Regions from separate parts of the Macaca mulatta genome. Here region 2 is linked to region 1. Evidence: chromatin contacts called from public Hi-C data. All regions are on one chromosome and are shown on one strand. Each heading gives the region's core, a stretch centred on a gene start, on an enhancer-like site or on the middle of the called end of the contact. The rest is flanking DNA. Distances are from core to core; before and after follow the strand shown.

Region 1 (4,069 bases), core at 1,473-3,972:
AAAAAAAAAGGGAATTATACCTACTTTTGATAAATACCTAGCTTACCACACAATTAATACCTTCGCCCACATAAGATTCTACTTAAAGCTTTGTTTTTGAAATTTTAGGATTATAGCTATTATAAAAACAAAATTTAAGAACACACAACATGCACAATGGGTCAAGAATACATGCCTTCTCTTCTGATGAATAGCACAAGAAGGTTAAGAAAATACCATAACATACTCTAAGTTTGGGGATACATTTTAGAGATTTTTAAATGAGAAATCCAATAAATCTTTCAGCATTCAGCTTTCCATTATTGCAGCTCATGAAAAGATTTTTTTAACTAATTTGTAATACACAATATATTCACTCCACAAATAACTATGTACATATATATGCCCACATCAATGTCTTACTCTTTTAATTAAAAATTTATGTTTCTCTTGGTCATAAAAATCTGGTTTTAGGTGTTTTAAAAGTTCAAACAGCTATTAAGCTATACTTTGCTTTGGCACTAGCTCCCCCTCCAGACCAACGTACTAATATAACTGCATTTTAAAAAATAATAATAAGTAACAAGTTTTTCCAATTCACCAGCAAATTTTAAGATTCACCATTTTTAAGGACACTCTAATTTCGTCAAAATAACTGGTAAGAATTTGCAACAAAACAATGCAGGATGTAATCAGAATTACTGTTGTTATTTTTTTTTTTTTTTCAATTCTATACATCTTAAACAGAACTGATTTGTAGGAAAACAACTTCAGGTGACTTTCTAGTTAAATTCAAAAATATCCTCAAAATATAACCTATATAATGTCATATTTTATGGAAATTATTTTGAATCACTATCCTATTAAACAAGATACTCAAGTTAATTCACAACTTGACCAAAGATACGTTTTTGCATGTTTCTGCAATCCATGCAAGTTTCATTCCAGCTGTTCAGCTCTTGAATTCAAATAGAATTCTCAATTTATAAAGCAGCAAAAAGAAAATCCATGTCTTGGAACTACCTTTGTATGTTCCTTATAGCCTATTCATCTCTAACTCCCGGCATTTTTTACACAATGAACCTGTAAAATCACAATTACAAATGCTTGAATTCCCACCTTCTCACTAGTACTGTAGTATTTATAAATCAAGTTATTAAGATTTTCTATACACATAGCAGATTTCACAAGGACAGCAATGTACAGGGCCTTATTATTTGGCATAGGGTTTTAAGATGTTTTTACAGCTATTTTAAAGAGCAGAGACTACAACTCCATTATTTCTTATATATCTGATATACTGTAGTGGTTAAATAGTAATTTCTCTCCTAAAATACTTTATATATGATGCACCTATTTAATGAATTAGCCATAAAACATGGAATGTAAATTTAATCAAGAAAATAAATATTCACCTAACCGCAGGAATAACAAGAAAAAAAAAACTATAATGAAACCTGCCAACAGTTTTCAGAGGCAAGTCAGTTAAGTCAGTTACTTCAGATGCGTTTAACTCTAAACTGACACAAAAGTTGTGTTGAATTTGTTCCGCAAAACCTTGAAATTGGGGATTATCTACTGGAGAATTTGGCTTTTCTTGGGTCCACCTTCCTGAGTGGGTTTAAATAAACTGTAAATAATTCAAACACAGGAAGGAAAAAACCACCACCTCTCCGTGCCTTTAACCAAGGCCTCAATCTATATTATACCGCAAAACGCTAAAATAAAAGCTCATCAGGGACAAACCCTAAGCATGACACTGCCACTTAACTTAAATACACTGCGTCTCTGAAGATTGCAATCCCCACTGTGAAGAAAGAACAGGTGCTGCACCCGACAACCCACTCAATCTTGCAGGACAAACCTCCGAAAACGGATAAATATGGACTCATTTAACCTTCCCAAATAAGTTGAGACACTCAAAAGCCGCCAGCTCGTCATTTGCACATCAAAAGGGAGTACAGCTGCACTCAAGCCTTTAACTGCCCAGCACGGTCCCTCGCGGATCTTTGTGCGGGTCCACTCCCTGCTTTCTAGCCCAAGCAGCACTCAGAGAGAGCCCATAACGCACGGGCATCTTCCTCCCCACAGACCGCGACTCCAGGGACCGAGCTGCTGGCGAAGGTAAGACAGGTGTGGAGGGGAGACGACGAACACCTCCCACCCCCGCCCCCATCCATTCTCCTCCTCTAGGTTTTGGCCCCTGCCCTAGGCAAGGATGCGCGACGCCGAGGGCAGCGGCGCCGCAGCTCCGAGTCCCGGCTGGAGAGGCAAGCGCCCCTCACCCTCTGCCTGCGCCCCCGGGGCTGCGCCAAGGCATCCGCCAGAGCGTCCCGGGGGCTCCCTCCCCACTTTTCCGAGAGCTGCTGGTTAACCGGCAGCAGTTGCAGCAACAGGCCCGGGGGTCGCCTGGGGAAACGAGCAGGGACAGCCGCGGAGCCTCCTCAGATCCCGCGCGCAGCCCAGCCCAAGACCCCGAGGCGCGCGGGGCCCGGCTCCCAAAACGCCCCCTTACCCGAGGCGGGAGCAGAGGCGGTCTTCGCCGTTCCCCGTCGCAGCTGCCAAAGCCACAGCCCTCAGCTGCAGCTGCCCCACGCTGGGGGAGTGGGAAGGGTGGCTGGGTGGAGGATGCTACTCCCGACTGAACGGAGAGGAAGAAACGGAAACAGGAACCGCCGCCGCCGCTTAACGGAGCCTTCGGCGCCACTGACTGAGGCAGAGCGCGAGGCGGCGCGAGCCGGGCAGTCGCTGACAGCGCGAGACCGAGAGCGAGCTGGGTCTAGGGCGCGCGACCCCAAATAGTGCCGGCCCCATTCCGCGGGGAGACGAAGGGACGGGTCGACTGGGGCCGGGAGGAGGGGGCGGGATGGGGAGGGGGCCTGGAGCGGAGGGAACCGGCTCCTCCGGTCGGCCGGAGATAACGCGCGCACGCGCCGGAGAGGCTCTGACAAGGAGCGCAGGCGGGGAAGCCTCGGCCAGCGCCGGCGTGCGCGCGCGAATGGGGGCGCGCGCCCCTCGGCGTTCCTGGCTTCTGGGAGAGGGCGCGCATGCGCCGGCCGCTGCCACCTACGGCGACCCTGGCATGTGCCAGGGCTTCTCCCCGCCCCCTTCCTCGCTGCACCCGTGGAGAGCGTAGCAGCAGCATCCACCGCCTAGCAGAGCCGCGGGCCACAGCGGGACGGCACAGTTCCAGCAGGGCAGCGGCTGCGCACGCGGGCGCCGGCTCGCACATAGGCGTAGGCCGCCCTCTACCGCCTGAAGGCCGGAGGCTGAGCGGGGCGCGAGCGGATCCCGGATCCCGGGAGGAGAGCCGCCTCCTGAGAATGCCGTGCTCCCTACAGCGCTGGGAACGGACCGGCCCGTACCAGCTCAGTCGGCTGCCCTAGGGGGCACCCGCACTAGAGGTTTTGAAGCTGGCTCCTTGCTACTTTTAGGGGTGGGAGCTGCTGCTGCTCAGCTCCTGCAGCCCGCGTTTGGCCGCTTGGCTGCAGCTTCCAGCGCGATCCTACAATGGCATCGCTCCCCCAGGAGACTCAGCGAAGCCCTACTTTATCTTGTGAGAGCTGTTTCCACATTCACTCTAAGAGAAAGACCGCCCCCCCACGAGGGCCTGAGTTCGATGCCCGGCCTCTCCCGACCCGCGGCTGCGACAGCCCCTCTGAGGCGGAAGTTTATTCAGTACGGGAAAGAGAACAGCGAGGGGAGAGGCTTTGCCCTAGGATGTGTCCTACCCGCTCGGACTCGGAAAATTCCCGTCGCCCGCGATGCAGAGCAGTGGGCCGAAGGGCTGCCTCAGAGCAGCCCAGACCGCCAGCTGAGCGGGAGGACCTGAGCGCGCCGCCCCAGCACACAAAGTAGTCGCGGGCCGAGGGGTGCCGCCGAGGCCAATCAGAGCCGCGCGCCGCGTGAGTGGAGTGCGAGCCGGCCAATCAGAGGGCCGGAAGATGAGCTTCCCGTTCCAAACTCTTCCCTGTAGCCTTGGGACCCAGATCCCAAGCCTGGGGCGCTTTACGGTGGGAAAGCGAAATGGTGCCCTGAAGACAAGAATCATTTCTCAAGGCTTGGGCATTTTAAAGTACATACTGGGGAC
Region 2 (4,420 bases), core at 192-2,691, 640 kb before region 1:
GGAAGAAATACAGTGGAAGAGCTGACCTGGAGGAATCATGCTGCCAAGTCAGACAACTGGAACATGTCCCACTACCGGGAGTAGTTTCACTAAGGTTGTGAAAGGGTGGGATTCAACAGGGAAAACGAAAGCTTGCTCCCTTTATTATAAAAAGTGTTGGCCGGGCGCAGTGGCTCACACCTGTAATCCCAGCACTTTGGGAGGCCAAGGAGGGTGGATCACCTGAGGTAGGGAGTTTGAGACCAGCCTGGCCAACCTGGTGAAACCCTGTCTCTACTAAAAATACAAAAGAAATTAGCCGGGCATGGTGGCAGGTGCCTGTAATCCCAGCTACTAGGGAGGCTGAGGCAAGAGAATCCCTTGAACCCCGGAGGCAGAGGTTGCAGTGAGCCGAGATCGCGCCACTATACTCCAGCCTGGAGGACAAGACCGAAACTCCATCTCAAGAAAAAAAAAAAAAAAAGGAAAAAGTATTGTGTTGGCAGCATATGGTTTCCGACCACGAGCTCTGTCTGGGGTTAAGGGACATAGACTCAAAGGCTTAAGTGAAATCGCATTTGTAGGTTGTTTACCGCAGAGCTTAGCCCTTAGTATGTGCTTCATCAATGACGACTGCCATCATTTTTAAATTGGGAAGCACCAATTGTAGTAGAATCAGAATCCACATCGGAGGAAAACTGGCAGCTTCATAGCCTATAGAATCAAACTGGATGTTTTGGCCACTGGGATTTCCTATGCTCCGGAGGCCTAGCTCAGCCCCTATGATATTTGCTACATTTTTGTTGAATGAAAAGAAGGAGCTATACAAGTCTGGGTAAATGGGTAGGTGGGGAGATTTGATCTCATGGAAATTGTCCAAAAGGAAAAAATGAATGGAATTCTGAAAGTGAGGACTTTCAGACCCTGGATAACCTTGCTCGGTTTATTTATAAAATGGGTCACTCCCAATCCTTGACAGGGTTATTGTGAGAAATGTTTTATGATGGAAAGTGCTTGGTTAATTATAAAGCATAAATCAAGTATTCATTATTTTAATAAAGTGGAGGACCTAAAAGTACCTCACGGGTCATCTGAGTTGTGATCACCTCAGTGATGAGGCTGGGAGGAAAATTTTCCAGCCATCAGGTGTTGGTATGTTGGACAGGCCTTTCAGGCTGGCTCTCACTGGCTAGAAAACCCTCTGAGCTTCTTAGTATTATTTGCTAAATGGGACATAAACCTTTTCAGAAAGCCGGAGTACAGGTGGGCCAGCAGGTAAGGCTGCCTGAGAAAGACTCACCTTTGTCGACCCAATAGGGAGCCTGTGAGCCTGGCTGGCAAGGAACGGCCCTCGAATCTCCCTCCCCAGCCCCTTCTCAGTCTAATGCATCTCATTTATTGTTAATGCTGTTTCCGCTGGCTCATTTGCAAACAGCCTGAATAAAACATCAGAGCAGAGCGGGAGGGGTAATCCTGCCTTCTGCAGCTGCCTCTGCCACACTCCTGTCCTCCTTCCCTTCCTCCAGTCCCTTCTCCCCTCATTACTCTGATTAACAATCTTTACCTAATTGGCTTGTCATGAAACAGCCAGATAGGACTCCTGGGCTCTTGCAGGGATAGTGAGGAAAAATCTTGGGCAGGCCCAGCATTTGTGTTTTTTTGTTTTTGGTTTTTGGGGTTTTTTTTTTTTTTTTTTTGGTTTTTGGTTTTCTGGATGTAGGGGGGAAAAAAGCAAACACTGAATCTTCTCATAACCTTAGAGAGGAGATCTAGGAATAAAGTGGCTGCTCTGCTCATTCCAGGGAATTGCCTTAGCCCGCAGGAGGATGGCAAAGGGTTAGCCCAGTAGCAAACCATTCAGCACAGGTGAAACGCTGTGTGGTGTGAGGCCCTGTGGTTTCTAATGCACGCGCTACACATTGGGCTAGAGATGCAAACCTACGCGTTGTCCTGAAAGAAGGCAGATCAGGAAAAGCATGGCTCAATAGGCATGTAGTGAGCATGACTTTCAATCCACACACACAATTGTAAAGAAATAGAGTTTCTGTAATTTTCTCTAGTTTAACTTAATTACTGACTACCCCGATTCTTATAGCAACCACTTCCTTGCATTTCTTTATAGCTTTCTCACAAAAAGTGCATCCCTAAGGCACTGTAATTTAGCTTTGCCTATTTTTAAAAATTTGCTATGTCTTTTTAATATTTTTAACTTAGAAGTTCCACCTAGACTTCATCTTATTCTTACAGATTGTTTTTGTTTTCTTTTGTTTAAGGTAAAGTTTCCCACAGTCTGGATTTTGCTGATTTTTTATTTAAGAAAACAGTTCAATATGTTCTTCTGAGCTCTGTGTTTTCTGCAAATTGGTAGCTGGATCCAAAGGCTTGATTAGACTTAAGTCTGATCCCCTTGGCAAGATTATAGATGGTGTTGTGTTTTTTGTTAGGAGGCAAATACTGTCTGCATGTCTCCCTTTTGTGATGTTAGCAGCTGTTGAAGTTCAGTGCCGAGATCCATCAGTTCACTGGGGGTTGCAAAATGGGAATGTTCTAATTCCCTTTTTCATGTATTAGCTGGAATACCTCCACAAAGAGATGCTTTCTCTCCTCTCTGATTTGGTTACCCAGTGGCACAGTTCACAAAAGAAAGACAGGATAGATGCTTGATTCTTTGCCTTTATTTATCCGTTTTCAAGATAATAAGTAGGTGCTTTTTATCCTCCAACAAAGCAACCAGTCTGTTTTGTTTTTCAAATATCATGAGGAACTCATGGATTTAAACACATTAGATGAATTAAGTATGTATATACAATTGAAAAATTCTTTTTGAGATACAAAGGTCTCATCTTTGGCAGCAAGAGCTCCTTCAATTGGCTCCTGAGTCCTTCTGACATGACCCTAGTAGTCTTTGATAGCTTCCCTGCTATCTGGAATAACAAGATGTTCCAGACCCATCCCCTGTCCCAGACTGAAACCAGCCATTTTTTTAAGAACCCTGCTTTCTTTTAATGGGATATAGTATTTTGAGACCTTAATCATTGTGCTACGGATGCTCATTGCTATTCCACTGTGAGGTTAGTCATTCTTTTAAGTCCTTTCCATTGGACAGAGCTAAAGGAGCTGGGGGAAATCTACCCCCAGCCATTCTGCAATAACGCTTATTTTGAAAACACTAATTTGTTCAACCACAATTGGTATGTTAGGGAACAAGTGGAGCATTACACAAATTTTGTGTTTGGCTATTTTACACAGAAGAAATAATCAACGAATGCAGAAAACCACACCAAGCTGAACAAAACTATGTAAGAATACATAAAATAATAAAAAATAAGAATAGTCTTTTTCAAAATCAAAGAGAAGCACAATCTATACACCATCTCTCTATAAACACCTTAAACAGAAATTGCCAGATCTAGTAGATGCGGCACATTTTACTGCTGTGAGTAGTGGGTTTAGTGGTTTCAAACACCACTCTAATTTCCAGAATTTTCAACTGAGGGGCAAAGTTGCAAGTGCACATGAAAAGGTAGGAAAGGAACGTCTAGCAATTACTCAGAAATTAACTGAATAAAGCTACAGAAGAGATAAAATTTTCAATTTTGATGAAACAGGTTATCTATTACAAATGCATTCCTCAAAGAGCCTCTCTCTCAAAGGCAGGAAAACATGACCCAGGATTTAAGGCTACAGAAGGTCAGATAACTCTCATGTTCAGCGTCAATGCCCAACAGAGGACACTGAGCCACGTTCATCCACATCTAATGTGACAACTTTCCGTCCAGTTTCAGACAAGCTTGCTTCCACCCCTTCATGATAGCTGAACATGCTGCAATCCTTCCAATGCCCAGTTCCACAAGCAAACTTCAGGTCTTTTTCAATGTGAGGTACCATATTTATTGTATTATTTACCTATTTTTAACATATTTTTAACCATGTATATAACTGCTATGTCATTTTTGCTAGATTTATATCCTTTTAAAAATTTGTCACTGAAGTTTTTGAGTGCTGTGCCTTTACCCACATTTTGACCATAAACCCAGTGGTTTTTAATCTTGTGATTTTTTTGCACAATGAGGTGATTTTTTTTTTTTTTTAGGAACGCATATGTTATATTCTGGCAGAACTGAATACACACACACACCTCATGAATTCATACGGACTTTCCAGTTTAATTTCAGTACTATAAGATTTTTACTTAATCTATAGGACACCTGTACTTCCTTTCTTCTATACCCAAAATCCTGGTTGTCAAGTACACAGGAAATAATAGACTATTCAATAAATTATTAATTTGCATTATCCCATTTTATACACACAACAGCCTCAGAATAACAATGCGAAAACCACCACCACCTCTATGATTCCTGAGAACCCTCCCAGGGGGAGCCCTGACTGCTCCTTTCAAGAGCTGGCAAGGTAAAGACAAGACTGCTCTGGTCTCTCC

What was found. Hi-C and Micro-C count contacts between places; a contact is called where the count stands out from the background.
Region 2: a contact with region 1 is called in a Hi-C map of fetal cortex germinal zone, with 3 times the contacts expected there. The contact joins the enhancer-like site here to the promoter of LOC106999458 in region 1. A contact is called at or near these places in 2 of 14 Hi-C or Micro-C datasets (fetal cortex germinal zone and fetal cortical plate).

What each region holds. Positions count from the first base shown.
Region 1 is chr7:138,524,455-138,528,523 of T2T-MMU8v2.0, reverse strand. It overlaps LOC106999458, which reads left to right and starts at 2,722. Exons shown (of 1, transcript XM_077941216.1): 1 at 2,722-3,839. The coding sequence starts at 3,027. The coding sequence ends at 3,365. It overlaps FUT8 (fucosyltransferase 8), which reads right to left and starts at 3,819. Exons shown (of 11, transcript NM_001266744.2): 1 at 3,711-3,819.
Region 2 is chr7:139,164,387-139,168,806 of T2T-MMU8v2.0, reverse strand. All of the region lies in intron 3 of LOC144330299, which reads left to right. Among named protein-coding and RNA genes, the nearest start is that of CCDC196, 430 kb to the left of the region's middle. Within about 2 kb of position 1,441, at least 3 of the 40 cell types and tissues checked have an H3K27ac peak or open chromatin away from gene starts, as enhancers often do. A contact at or near this core is called in fetal cortex germinal zone, where this site is marked.